2 separate regions of the Anser cygnoides genome follow, and region 2 is linked to region 1. A link is a contact called in public Hi-C data. All regions are on one chromosome and are shown on one strand. The core of a region is the stretch at or near the end of the contact, and the rest is flanking DNA. Distances in the headings are between cores, read along the strand shown. Region 1 holds the start of PITPNA (phosphatidylinositol transfer protein alpha). Region 2 holds the start of SMYD4 (SET and MYND domain containing 4).

Region 1 (6,730 bases), core at 3,054-5,553:
CAAAGAACTGCAGAAAAAGCTACTGAGAACTGCAGATGAAGTTCAGCATCAACAGAAACTGAATAACGCATTATAAGCGCTCATTTTCTCCAAACACACAGGGTAACAAGCCCCAAACTAGCTATCACCAACATAAACCTTGGTGCTGTTACAGAAAAACATCTGAAAACATCAGTTCAGTGCCAGTTCAAAAATAAATAAAACAGCAAAAATTGGAGCACAATATTTACACAAAAAAATAAGTGACGGCTACACCACCGCAATCTCTCGTGCATCGGCACCTTGAATACTGCACACAAATAGTTCCAGTCGCCTCACCTCAAAGAGGACACTGAACAAAAGGAGGGCAAAAAAGATTACCTGAGATGTAGTTAACTGGGTTTTTTGTGGTGGAAGAAAGGACAGCGGAAGGGGGAAGGTATGGTAGAGTGTTATAGAGTATGAATGGTGCTGAAGAGTGAATGGAGAAGGAACAATGACAGCATCTTACAACAGAACAACCCAGGACGCAATAACAATCATTAGGTAGCAGATTTTTAAACCAATCAAGGGTACTTGGTTACATCATGCGTATTTAAGTTACGGGATTCCTTGCCAAACACGAGAAGCAATTTTAAAATGGGTTTTGATCAATTCATGGAAGTTCACATGCCGCTTACTGGAAGGATACACTGAAGAACAATCATTCTACTCCCTATTTATATATTGTTTCCTAAAAATATCTGCTAGAAAGCACGATGGAAGAGGACCTTTAGTCCAATTCATTACGGTATTCTGTACATAAGGGAGGAAAGAAAAATGGAGAATGGGTCTCCACAGGTAGACCACATACACAATATTAGCTTAAACACCAAACACAATATTAGCTTAGCTAACTGGATAAAACTACAGTTGAACAAAAAGAGGGACAGGATTATAAATAAGCAAAGATGAAAAACCAAGTATCAGGGAAGAAACATTGGCTTTGGAATGGAGTGCAAAATTGTCTTTTAGAAAACCTGGCATAAAAACATTAATATAAGCTATTGAAATTCTATTTAAGAAACTGGAAGACACTAGATCTGAATATTACCTTACAGCTTGATGTTCACGAACAGAGAAACAAACACAAAAGTTAAATAGTTTACAGTTTGTTTAGCCTAGCAAACAAAGAACGCGGGGGATGACTAACATTTATAGGCCATCAAGCAATAAAGGAGGAGGAGGGAAAACTACTCAAGAGCATCCAGAGGAAAAGCTTCCCAGGAGCAGCAATAGGAACAAAGACACCTAAATTTGGGACAGAACTTGACCAAGCGATGAGAAATTATATGATGTGGTTGCCTGCCACATCAAAGGCCTGAAAATGATAAAGAACGTTTAAGATTCCTCCTAGATTAAAATATGCCTCGAATGACAGCAAAGGGAAGTACAGCTGCAGAGAAGGTCAGTGTCATTATCGTCACTTCACAGGAAAGGGAAGCGACTCTCTATACTCAGATTCTCCTCAAGGTCTTCCGACGCAGTTTAAATCAAAATAGGGAGAGCGTGCAAGCATGCAAGATCTTAACCAGCACTTACAAACTTTGCAACTGAAACCAACCAAAGAGACAAAGAAAACCAAAACCAAAACGCAACAACCCTCTCACCCACGCACAAAACCCAACCATGCAGCTTATCCAGAGTACGGATAGGTAGAAATGAAAGATAAGTCTGAAAGATTGATAGGACACCAAAGGTACACTTTAAAGCTATCACTGCATAACCACCAGTGAAAGAAGCTGCACAGAAAAGACAGATGATGCAGATTGTCTGGGAATAAAAGGTGTGATACAGGCTTTTTGTTATATTGTTCTATATCTGTAATATCTCCTAAAATACCTACGGAGCACATAATAATACCCATTTGATTTAGTAGGGAGGATGTGACGAGGGGTCACAGCGGTGGAAGAACAATCTGCTCAGAGGGCGCACAGCTACAACTCGCTTGTATTTCTGCCACCTACAGCGGCGGGCAGGCAGCAAGGTACCTGACTGCAGCACTGGGGCAACCAGAACTAAACACAGGCAACAGAATGACTTTGACTATCCAGGTCACGCCAAAAAAAGTTGTTCCCATACGCCTTAAATAACTGCTTCCTAGAACACAAGAGTTCCCCAACAGCGTGCAAGATGGGTGACTTTTACATACAACGTCAAGGATGATTAATACCAAAACCAACAGTGACAACTCAGAATGCGCAACTGTTGGAACCAGTTGGGAATCCCAAGAAGTCCAAAGTCAATGCACAAGTTTTTAATGGACAGTGGCAACCTTGACTGTCCTTAGAGCCACATGAGGACATCTTAACAGAGACTGAGAGAAAAGGAACAGGACAATATAGCGAACAAGACTCAAAGGGTTTGGTGACCCTTCTGAAAAAAGAAATGGAAGCCTGTAAAAAGAAAGAAATTCAGTAATTCTGCTTTTTTAACCTTTGTCTTAATGTCTACTCCACATTTTCTTTCAGGAATAAGCAGCATATAAGACCAGTATGTACACTGATTTGGTGAGGTAAATGATAATAGCAAGCAAAACGACTTTTGGAAGTGATCCTTCTCAAAATTGACTTTAAACGCAGAAGCCTGACAATTTAAAGTAGCGATGTTCCCATCTTTACGTGATGCTCTGTAGGTAGCATAGCTCACTGGCAAGTGGGCTTTACTGCAGTACAGGGCAACAAACTGGAAAGGAAAACCAGGAAACACACATGAATTTGAATAGAAATAAACCAGACAGGTGCTGTAAGAAGCAAAGTACATTAACCAACTAAATTAATAGGGAAATCTCAATGAAATAGATGTTATAGAAGAACAAATTAATTAGCTTTTCATGCATCTGAAACTAAGTGCTCAGCCAATGCTTCTGTTTGCTATCCAGTTTAGCACTACAGAAGGTAACAGTGCCTCTGTGTTACAGTGACCAGCTCTTAAATTCTACACCCCTACTGTTGGATAAAAATGGCACGGGTTTAAAGATTGGGGGGGGAAGTTATTCAAGCTTAAAGACAACTACAAGGATCAGCACAACCTTCCTCAGAGTTTTAATACTTAGATCCAAAGCACATCCATGATCTGACAAAGCAATTGCTACAAGGAGGACACTGTCATGTAGGTAAATGTGTCTGAGAGAAGACCTGAAAACCCACTTTGTCATTGGGATCAGCGCATAAGAAAAGAAGAGGGGAAAAAAAAAAAGTGTTTTCTATCAGTCAGAAGAAGTTTAAAAGGACAGGATGCAGGTAGGAAAACCAAATGTAAACTGAACATCCGAGCCTTGAGAGCTGACAGAAGAGCCGTGCAGCGGTGCGCCCAGCTCCAAGCCACCTAACCAAAGTGCACCGGTCCAAAAGAGCACACCACGTTAGCAGGCAGAAAGGCGCCGAACAAAAGACTTGGGCACAGCGGTGTGACTAATAGTTACACACAGCTGGGACGGATCCGCCAGCCTGCCCGCAGCCTGCCTTCCACCCTGTCCCTGTCGGGCAGAACAACCCCGCAGCAACGGCGACCAACTCCAAGGTGAGGGCTGCGCACCGAGACGTATTTCGGAGCTCTCCGGCACACTGAAGTCCTCGCTGAGTTCCTAGCTAGAAATCACACGGCTAAAGGAAAGGACAAGGGCGATAAAACACCGAGCTTGTCATTTAGATGGGGGCAGGATCCCTGCCACCGCTGCGTCCCTGTGAGGAAAACCCCAACCCCCTGCCCTGGCAGCCCCTCTCCCGGTCCAGGCGGGTTCCCCCGGGTGGGGGACACCCGTACCCCGGTACACAGCCGGTGCTGAAGGGCCGGGAAGACCAAAAAGGGGGGGGGGGGGGGGGCACCGAGCCCCAAATCGCCCCCCCCTCCCCGTGAGGCTCCGCAGGCCGCCGGGCCCGGGGGAGCAGCACCGGGAGGCCGGTCCCCGCTTGTGGCCTCCGGTTCCCGGGGAGGGGGGGGCTCCTTCACCTCACAGCCGCCTCCGCGACCTTCACACAGCGCCCCCCGTGCCCGTCCTTCCCTCCCACACCGGCACCGGGGCCCGGCCGGGCCTTTCTCCCCCCCCCCACCCCCCCCCCAAAGCTCCGCCGCTCCTCAGAGGCACCGCTGGGTGACCGGAGGCCACAACGGAGGAAGGGAAGACGGGGAGAAGGAGCTGCCCGCACTCACTATTCCTTGATGAGCACCATGGCGGCGCCTCCCGCTCACGGCACCGGGCGCCTCCCGGCCGCTCCGCGCCGCACCGGGACGGGGAGGGGAGGGGAGGGGAAAGGGGGGGGGGGGGGAACCGGGAGGGGAGGGGGGAGCGGGGCGGCGGGAGCAGGGGGCGGGGCGTTGCCGCGGCAACCGCTGCGTCACGGCGGCGCGCAGGCGTCGCGCGCGCACGCCTCGCGGGAGGCCATTACGGGGGGGGGGGGGGGGGGGGAGGTTTTCCCGCCTCAGTGCTTCCCGCCTCGGTCCCATCAGCGCTGAGCCGCCCCCCCCCCCCCTTTTTACTGGGGTTCAGCCTCTAAAAACTGCTCTTTTTGTGTAATAAGGGGCTGGCAAATGACGTGGTGCTAATGTAGAGACCTAGGGGATGATGCCAAGGAGTGTTTTTTTCAGGGAATGGGGCTCCGCGGGGCCGGCGGGGCAAGGTTTATGGCGAGTCCTCGGTGATGTGAGGTGCACTTGGCATTAACGATGACGTGAAATATCTAAAGATATCTTAAAATAATAATAAAAAATGGAAGTGTAGGTCTCTGTGTGCGTGACCTCTGTTTAAGGCAGGAAAATAGCTAAAGAGCACCAGCTGTACTACTTCATCACTGCAATCACACAGAGCAAGGATCACCTTTATTTGACTGGAAAATCGAGCACTATATGTTCAGCATCACCAAGCTCAAGCGTGGATAACTGAAACGTGCGGCTTTTCCACTCGCACCCAGCACCTCTGCTGTAACGCTCCCACCTAAGGCTACACACATTTATCTGTCACTACTGGATACCAGGTCATCCTGTTTGGTAAAGCCTGATCTCTTTCTCAACCTGCTATCTAAATTAAAAATAATAATAAATACTAATGCATTGAGATTTTTTCCTCAGATGAAGATTAATTGAAATCTGGCTGTGAGCTCCTACCTAGAGAAGAAAAGGACAAGGAAGCATTCGAAGTGCAGCCAAGCAATTTGGCAGACAGCACTGCGTAAAGCGCTCAGGCTTACATAGTCTTGTTAGGAAGCAAGCAATACTTGTATTATGTTCAGCCTGAAAAGGAAAACTAATGATTAACTTAATACCACATTTATTTTTAGATAGCACTGCAAGAATGCACATCACCTTACAGACACAAAAGATGACGCTGGCCTGCCACAGGGCGCTTACATTTTAGCTTTGACAAACACGCCACAAAACAAAAATCTCAGGGACAGGAAGAAGTGGAGGCTGTCAGGTTGTAAAGGGGGGACATCTAAAAAAAAGGAGGGGAGGGGATTATTCCAGGAATAAAAAAGCAAGTTGATGAGGGTCAGGTGCTAGGAAGAGGACAACAGCATGGAGCACAGCACACCTGATAAAAACAGATCGCGCAGAGACAGGCAGAACCGCACAGGTAGAAAAACAAGCTGTAGGGTTTATAATTAATATGTCGGAATGCATCTACATAATACATCATTGTTTCAGCTATTTCCAGAGATTATAATGGTGACATGTCATCAGGAGCGTCTTTTTTTTTTTTAATTGTCAGTGTTGGGTTTGGTTTTTTTTTCAGGCCCTTCCCATCAGTAACCTTAGTGTAATATCATTTTCTATTATGAATAACTTTGCACTTCTAAACTGGGAAGTGGGGAAATAGAAAAAGCTCTGCAGATGCAGGAAAAAAAAATGCTCAAAGCAGAAATTTAACAAAACTTGAAGTTTTTCTTTTTCCCTTGCAGTATCTGCTTTATATTTTGTGGCATATTTCCCAAATCCATCAACCTGTCACGAGGGAAATTTCTTACTTTAAAACATTTTAGTGATTTACTGTCTTAGTTAAAAATCTCGTTATCCTACAATTTTCCTTTGTAGAGAGCATGAAGAGCTCAGGCTTTGTTGTGGAAGTTAAATGTTTCACTTGTAGCTGTGTTGCAGCTAAGTTGGACTCCCAGCAAGATTTGTTCTTTTCTTATTTTTGTACACGTGTCCAGTTACATCTTAAGGATCCAGATACTCTGTCAGTAACTGAATACAGTTACCAGTCCTGATTAGAAAAAACACCACAGATATTCTCTGCTACTCTTAATGGCAACATGCACTGCTTGTTGATGTACTTTGTAGATTGTTGATGGGACTTAGGTATTGACAAATTAGTGAAAGGAAAAAGCAATCACCCTTCCTTCCCCATTCAGTTTTTTTTTGTTTTTGTTTTTTAAAAAAAGATGCATATTAAATGCATGAGGGTTTGTAGAGACCAGGAGCGGCATTTCCAAAAGGTACAGTCACCTTTGCACGGCAACACCCCTGACAGAAGGCTCCTACAAATGGCAGGCACCCACAGCTTAGGTTTCTGCTTCATTACATTCAGGTGGGGATGCTTGTACTGAGGGGATGAGGCTTTTTCCATGACCACCTCCTCACCCGCTCCTTACCCTTCTAATATGAGTGATAGGGAAACACATTGACCTATATTTGAGTTATAAAGGTAAATTCATTATTGATCTAATTTATGTGGCTCTCTAGTATTTGGTAGCCCACTTATTTTTTCCACAGG
Region 2 (6,730 bases), core at 2,739-5,238, 130 kb after region 1:
GAGCGCGCACAAGCTTCATTTGAACAACAAAGCACGTCTTCCCCCTGTGGAAATCATCCCTGTGATCATTCCTGCTCACATTCAACTCAAAGCTTACTTTCCATAACCGTATCTCTGTATTATGCTACAGAGGTGCTAAACGTAGCTGAAAAACTAAGTGACTTCCTTGTAAACTGCTGTTAACTTACTCAGATTTTGGGAGAAACTTCCAGGAATAGCTATGATCACATGGGCCAGTCTGAGCCCACTACAGGCTAGGCCAAAGCAGGGTCATGAGTTACACAACTGATGTTCACACAAAGCATGTACTGTGTTGTCTTTTCTAACACACACTACATGCTGTTTTCATTTCCATCCTGTGAGCTGCAGATAGTGAGACTCTCACTACACGGAGCCCCTGCAATTACACCATGTTCTAGACTTCAGGCCCCAATTTTCTTTCCTAAATATCCCCCTCCACCCAGTACTATATCCCCCTGATATTATGAGGTTCCTCCTGCAGGTTCCAAGGGATTTTAACTTCCTGTTAAGGGCAGTATTTTCCCTCTAATGCTGGAAGATTGACAAACAAGAACTTTGCAAGGAAGCTGCTCAGAACAGTGAGATACTGCCTTGACTCTGCAGGTCATGGACACAGGTCTTTAAATCCTGCCTTTCCCAGAGACCCAAACATTACACATCCTGATCATGTTAAACAATCATAATTATGGAGGAACTACCTGCATTGAAGCCTGGCAGCTAGGACAGCAAAATGAGTTCCTCACGGACACCACACTCTTGTCGCCAGACTCTAACTCCTCAAGGCACGCCTGACAGTGGCACTCAAAGAAATACTGACTGAGAAGCTGTTGTCTCTCAGCAACCTTCATTCTACATCGGTGAGGCCCTGCAAAAGGATGGCAAAGGTAGAAAGCGCTGAACAAGTACAGTTCCTAACATTAGCCTAAAATCTATCTTTGTTAAAACGGAGACTAAACGGAACATCTTTTGGGGAGTACAAAACCGGAGACTGTGAAAGCGTGATAGTGGGCTTAAGAGATAAACACTTGGTTTGATAGCTTTGATCAAGGCTCATACATAAACAAAGACTCTAGCAACATTAGACTGGGAATCGTGATATTATTAGCTATCAGTCAGTGTGCCAAGCAGAGGTGAAAGGATGTCTGTGTCTTGAGACAGAGTTAACACTTACCATAGCAATGGAAAATCTCCTGGCCGCTTGAGATTGGCTGTGATGCCCTGACAGTGGCAGCTGTCCCACTAAATGACACACTGATATTGGGGCTGCACGAATGGTTCAGAAGGCTGAGGACAGGGAAGAAGGCTGTTGCCAGGCGCACGGGTTTCTTATTTACAACAGCACCATCTCCAGACCCTAAAGAAAGAGGAAAAACAAGTATGTTAAGAATGAATTCTCTGTAACCCGTCACAAATTGGACACTAGAAAGATTCTTTCCCTAGAGAGACTATTTCCCTAGAAGATTCTTTTAACAGAAAGATTTCTGGTGTATTGCTACAATAAAAAATAGCTAAATATCATCTACGTATGCACCAAAGAACAGGCTGGCATGGGACAGGACATTAATTTTAAGCAAGTCATTCCCATCTGTAACAGGAGCTTTCTATAGCTCTCTGCTTCACATGAAACAGATAAGCAAGGATAACAAAGAAGAGCTTAAAAGTTTTTCTTACCCAACTCCCGCATTACAGTGATCGCTTGTGCATTACATTGCAGCTGCAACACATGCCTCAGCATTGCTTCTGCCATAATCTGCAGCTCTGGAGACAGCTCATCAGATGTTTTTTCACATGCCTTAGTTCCGGACCCCTTCTCAGACGATTCCTGATTCAGAACAGCAGCCTCCAGACCGGCTTCTTGCAGTTTCCTGCATATAGCTACTACACTCAGCATGCAAAGGAACTTATGTTCAGGGCTATGCTTCTCAGCATGTGGCAAGAGGTTGAACACAGCTCGGTAAGAACTCTGGTACTGGCCATTATCATTACAACCAGGGATACCTCTGGTTCCAGTTCTCGTATCTGGTGCCTCACTGGGATGTTTACATCTTGCCTTGGTGTTATGAAGATCTTCATCATCATCATGGGACTGCTCCACCAGCCTGCTAACCTCTGAAAATCCTGCCAGTAGAACAGTCCTTAAAGCAACGTGGCAGAAGACCCCTAACGTGAGAAGCAGCGCTCCCAAGGAGCACTCTGTCCTGTGGTATTGCTCCCATGCCGTATCTGCACAGTTTTGGCTGCAGTACTTTGCATAACTGCACCCACGGCAAGGCACAGAGGCTAAAAGCTGCTTCAGACAACGGTGGCAATAAAGATCTGCGTTAGTGAATCGAGTATCCCACACCATTTCACCGCTGTCCTGTAGCAGGCAGCTCTCCCCTTCTTCTGGGCAGAGCACGCTTACAAAGGCCTCCTCTTTCAACAGGTTCTGTCCTGGCAGGATGTCCCGTGAGGCCACCAAGTGACGTCCTTTCTCTGTATTGAACTTCAAGCTCAAAGATGAAGACGCACCTGAAATACTGTCGTTCTCTTCCCAGATCTCTGGCTCTCTTTGAGTATCACCGCACGTTTCTCGTGCAGCCTCTGGACAGCTCTCTCTCTCAAGTACTTTAAGCTTCAGTTGATTTAACTTTTTCAGCAGCGTCTGGTGTGCAGGACTAGTCATAATCCCATCCAGAGCAATTTTATTTTCCACTGCAGCGAGGGTGTCTGCTGCATCCTGTACCCTCCCCAAGCACAGCAGGCATTCAGCTTTCCGCAGCAAGACCTTGGGCAGCAGTCTGTCTGGATAGCCATGACTTTGAGCCCTGGCAATATCTTCCAAACAAACCTAGAAACAAAGATAAGGCCTTTTAAATGTACTTGAAAATCACGTGCACTTTTATTCTGTCTAAGATTCAACATGTTTTAGTAAGACTGTTAATCGGCAAATTTCCCGTTCATAGCCAATCTGCGGCCAGATAAAAACTCCTAACATAGAATAAGAAGGAAAGCGTGGAAGTCTAAGTAACGATGGAAGCTTTGAGCACAGCTTCAGCAGCTTACCTCTCTTGCTCTGACAACCTGTCGTTATTGCGGCCTTTACAGAAGCAGCCACCTGAGGCCCCCCGTGCAGACATTGCATGCCAACACCTCAGATACCGCTTGGGCTTTTCTTTGCCCTATTTCCCCTTGTGCACACTGATCTGCTCCAGGACGCTCAGGAGCCCAGCCACCACCCCTCAGGGGCGCCCCAAAACCTCTTACCTCAAAGTGGCCGAGGTGAAAGAGAGCAGCCGAGCGGTTGGCAAAGCACAGGGACGCCTCGGGGCTGCCGGGGAGCTCGTGGGACGCTGCCTGCGGAGGAGAACGGAGGGCGCTGCCTCACGGGGGGGCACCACGGGCTGTGCCTCACCGGGGGCACCCTCAGCGGGACCCTCGTCACCCGGATGCTCCCTCACGGGGGAAACCCCAAACACCGGGCCTCGGGGGACCCCGAACACGGGGGGGGGGGGGACCCCAAACACCGGGGGGGAGGGAACACAAACACCGCGGGGGGGGACGCCCCATGAGCCCCGTACCCGCGAGTAGAGCAGCGCAGCATCACCGTAGCAGCAGCCGCCGAACCGCCGGTTCCCCTCCTCCCGGTACCAGCGAGCGGCCGCCGGTTCCTTGCCGGTGCGCGCCCGGCGGCACAGCCGCTGCAGGGCCGCCGCCTCCTCCGCTCCGGGCCTAACGGGACAACGGAAGGGGGGGTATCAGCACCGTTAGGCCCGGCCCGGCTTGTCCCGGTCCCTCCGGCCCCACCGCTCACCTGAGGAGGCCGCAGGCCACCCGCAGCGCCTCGCCCGGCGGCGCCGCCTCCAGCCGTTCCCTCAGCGCCGGCCCCAGCGCGGCCCGGCACCGCGCGGCGCAGCGCCGCCATTCCTCCACCGGCAGCGCCATGGAGCCACGCTCCCACCGCCTAATGGCGGCGCCCAGCCGGGTGAACCCCGGGAGCGCTTCCGCCGTACGGGGCCGGGCAGCCAATAGGAACGCTGGGACTGCTGGCGTCATGACGCGCCGGAAGCGGGAGCGCGGCTCGGAGCGGCGGGAGGATTTGGCGGTGGCGGAGCGCGGCGGGAGCGGCGGCACCATGAGCGTGCGGCTCAGCGAGGGCGCCATCGCGGTGAGCGGCCCCGAGGCGGCCCCGCGCTCCGGGACCGGGCGGGGGAACGTGTCTGGGCCCGCCTGGGCTCGGTTCGGGCCCGGTTCGGGTTGTGGCGGGGCGCGAAGGCTGTGCGAGGCCTGGCGAGGAGGGCTCGGGGCCGGGGGCGCGGCCCGGGGAGGGCGGCGGGGACGCGGTGCAGGCTCCGGTGCTGAGGGGAGCGGCGCGGTGCCGTGCTCTGAGGTGGCCCCGGCCCTGAGAGCCTCTGGTGGGCCCGCTGGTGCCAGCCTGTCCCTGGACACCCCCCCCCCCCCCCGGGGCCTCCTCCAAGCTCGCGTGGCGGTGGCATCTCGCTGAGTTTCTCTTTTTCTCCTCTCTAGGCCATCATGCAGGGGGAGAGCGTCACGAAGCCTGTGCTGCAAGTCATCGTGAGTACTCCCGGCCGCCTCTTGCTGCTGGCGGGTCGGTGGTCAGCTTCAACGTGGGAGGTGGAGCGGGGCTGTGCTGCAGTCAGGAGTGCTGTGCGGAGGAGCCCAGTGTGGCTGATGTGCCCTCGATGTCATTTAGAGTAATAGGTTTTGTGTGATTTGAGCTGTGCAGTTGATAGCTGCGTTCAAGGTAGGCAAGTTCACTTTGCTTATTAATCATACAAGGGACCTTAAAGACCACCTAACTCCAACCCCCTGCTACGGGCAGGATGCCACCCCCTAGATCAGGTTGTCAGAGCCCCATCCAGCCTGGCCTTGGACACCTCCAGAGATGAGACATCCACACTTTCCCTGGGTGACCTGTTCCAGTGCTTCAGCACCCTTACAGTAAAGAATTTCCTCCTAATGTCTAGAAGGTGTCAATTCATGTTTTTGAAGGGCTTCTGAGGAAATGAGGAGGAAGTAACAATCCGGTGTTTTCCCTGTAGAATACACGGGCCATTGCTACAGGAAATGGGCCTCCACGTTACCGAGTGTTGATGAGCGACGGGGTTAACACGCTGTCCTGTAAGTATGAAAAGCTGCCGTGAGATTTTTGTAAGTGGAGCGATACTGATGGTGCTGAAGTTTCAGATTTGACATCATGTTGCATAGTGATGAAAGAAGTATTAAATGAGAATGTGGTGTAAGTGGGGACTGCAGACTCTGAAGTGTGCAGCTGCATTTTAACGCTCAGACAAATTCCTTCTCTGGAACTTTCTTTGTGAGGTTGAAGCAATTAACTTGCTGTAGGATACAATGAAAATACAGACATCTATGTATGTTTTTGTAATGCAGGTTTTTAAAGTAGTTTGTCTTAGTCTTTTTCTGACTTCTTTAATATATGATCATTTTAGAGGTCTTTTCCAACCTAAGTGATTCTGCCATTCTATTGTTGCACTCTGAAGTTTGGGGAATAAATACAATTAAGTCTATGTTCAGTGTTGGCGACTTGTTAGTTGTTACACTGTTTGCTATGTGCTAGTTAACTGAGCAAGTTATAGGTCTAATGTAATGCTAGTAGGCTGGCTGGAAAAGTGTCCAGTTGTGGCAGACCCTCTTAAGGCTGGCGTGAGTTAATTGTTTCAGCATATTTCTCCTATTTTTGCAGCCTTCATGTTGGCAACGCAGCTGAACTCTCTCGTGGAAGAGGAACGCTTATCAGCCCAGTGTATTTGCCAGGTTAACAGATTCATTGTCAACAGCTTAAAAGATGGAAGGTACATACATTTCTTCAAGTATGGTTCTACAGAAGGACAGCTGTGCTAGCAGGTGCTCTGTCCTGGGTGACTAAGCAAAGACCAAATCCTTTTGATTAGGATTATCTGAAAATAATAAGACTTTAGGGTGCAGGAGGGAAAATACACAGCGCAGGCACTTACAGAATGTGACTGCAGCAGGTGCACGTGTGCCTAGCATAGTGACTTAGTAATTGAAGACTTCCAGTTGGAATACTGTTAAATCATACTGTTTTTTTTCAATTCACTTAAAACTACCCGATGTGGTAAAGAAACAGTGAAGATTGCATGTTGCTTAGGTGTTGTAAAATCTTTGGTCTGTTATGAGACTTTAAGAGAAGCAAGTTAGGCATGGTAAAATGAGAAGTGATCTGATTGAAGCGATCATCTAAAAGCTGTGTCTGTCTGGGAGAACACGATAGGAGGTTCTGCATCTGTTTTTATTCCACAGTTTTCTGGAGGGAACATAACTTCTTTTGAGGCAGGAAACGGATTCTCTTGTGAAATCTGGCATGGTTTCAATACTCTTAAAACACTGTTTCAACCCATTTTTGTGTGCCCATGCAGCCTGCCATCGGCCGTCCTTGGTGAAACGTGATACTTTTTCAGGCCTATTTGTACATCATGAGAGGGTCAAGCTGACAGTGGAGAGCTTTTGTTTTCCACATCCCTTGTAAGAAGAATCAGCCCCTAATGGTTGCTTCTGGTATCTGCGCAGAAAGGATACTCAGCCTGATAGACTTGCAGAGAGAGTGAAAGTCTTTTATAATTGTCTATTTTGTGTTTGTAGGAGAGTGGTTATCTTGATGGACTTAGATGTTCTGAAAACTGCTGATATGGTTGGTGGTAATATTGGCAATCCAGTGCCGTACAACGAA

What was found. Hi-C and Micro-C count contacts between places; a contact is called where the count stands out from the background.
Region 2: a contact with region 1 is called in a Hi-C map of liver, with 2.1 times the contacts expected there. The contact joins the promoter of SMYD4 here to the promoter of PITPNA in region 1. A contact is called at or near these places in 3 of 7 Hi-C or Micro-C datasets (all in liver).

Annotation. Positions count from the first base shown.
Region 1 is chr18:7,382,273-7,389,002 of Taihu_goose_T2T_genome, forward strand. It overlaps PITPNA (phosphatidylinositol transfer protein alpha), which reads right to left and starts at 4,304. Exons shown (of 12, transcript XM_066979902.1): 1 at 4,171-4,304. The coding sequence starts at 4,190. It overlaps SLC43A2 (solute carrier family 43 member 2), which reads right to left. Exons shown (of 14, transcript XM_066979901.1): 14 at 4,818-6,730.
Region 2 is chr18:7,515,654-7,522,383 of Taihu_goose_T2T_genome, forward strand. It overlaps SMYD4 (SET and MYND domain containing 4), which reads right to left and starts at 3,989. Exons shown (of 11, transcript XR_010825751.1): 1 at 3,815-3,989; 2 at 3,582-3,732; 3 at 3,268-3,357; 4 at 1,693-2,851; 5 at 1,193-1,375; 6 at 720-886; 7 at 1-44. RPA1 (replication protein A1) reads left to right here and starts at 4,015. Exons shown (of 17, transcript XM_048067959.2): 1 at 4,015-4,168; 2 at 4,528-4,575; 3 at 5,064-5,142; 4 at 5,726-5,834; 5 at 6,643-6,730. The coding sequence starts at 4,055.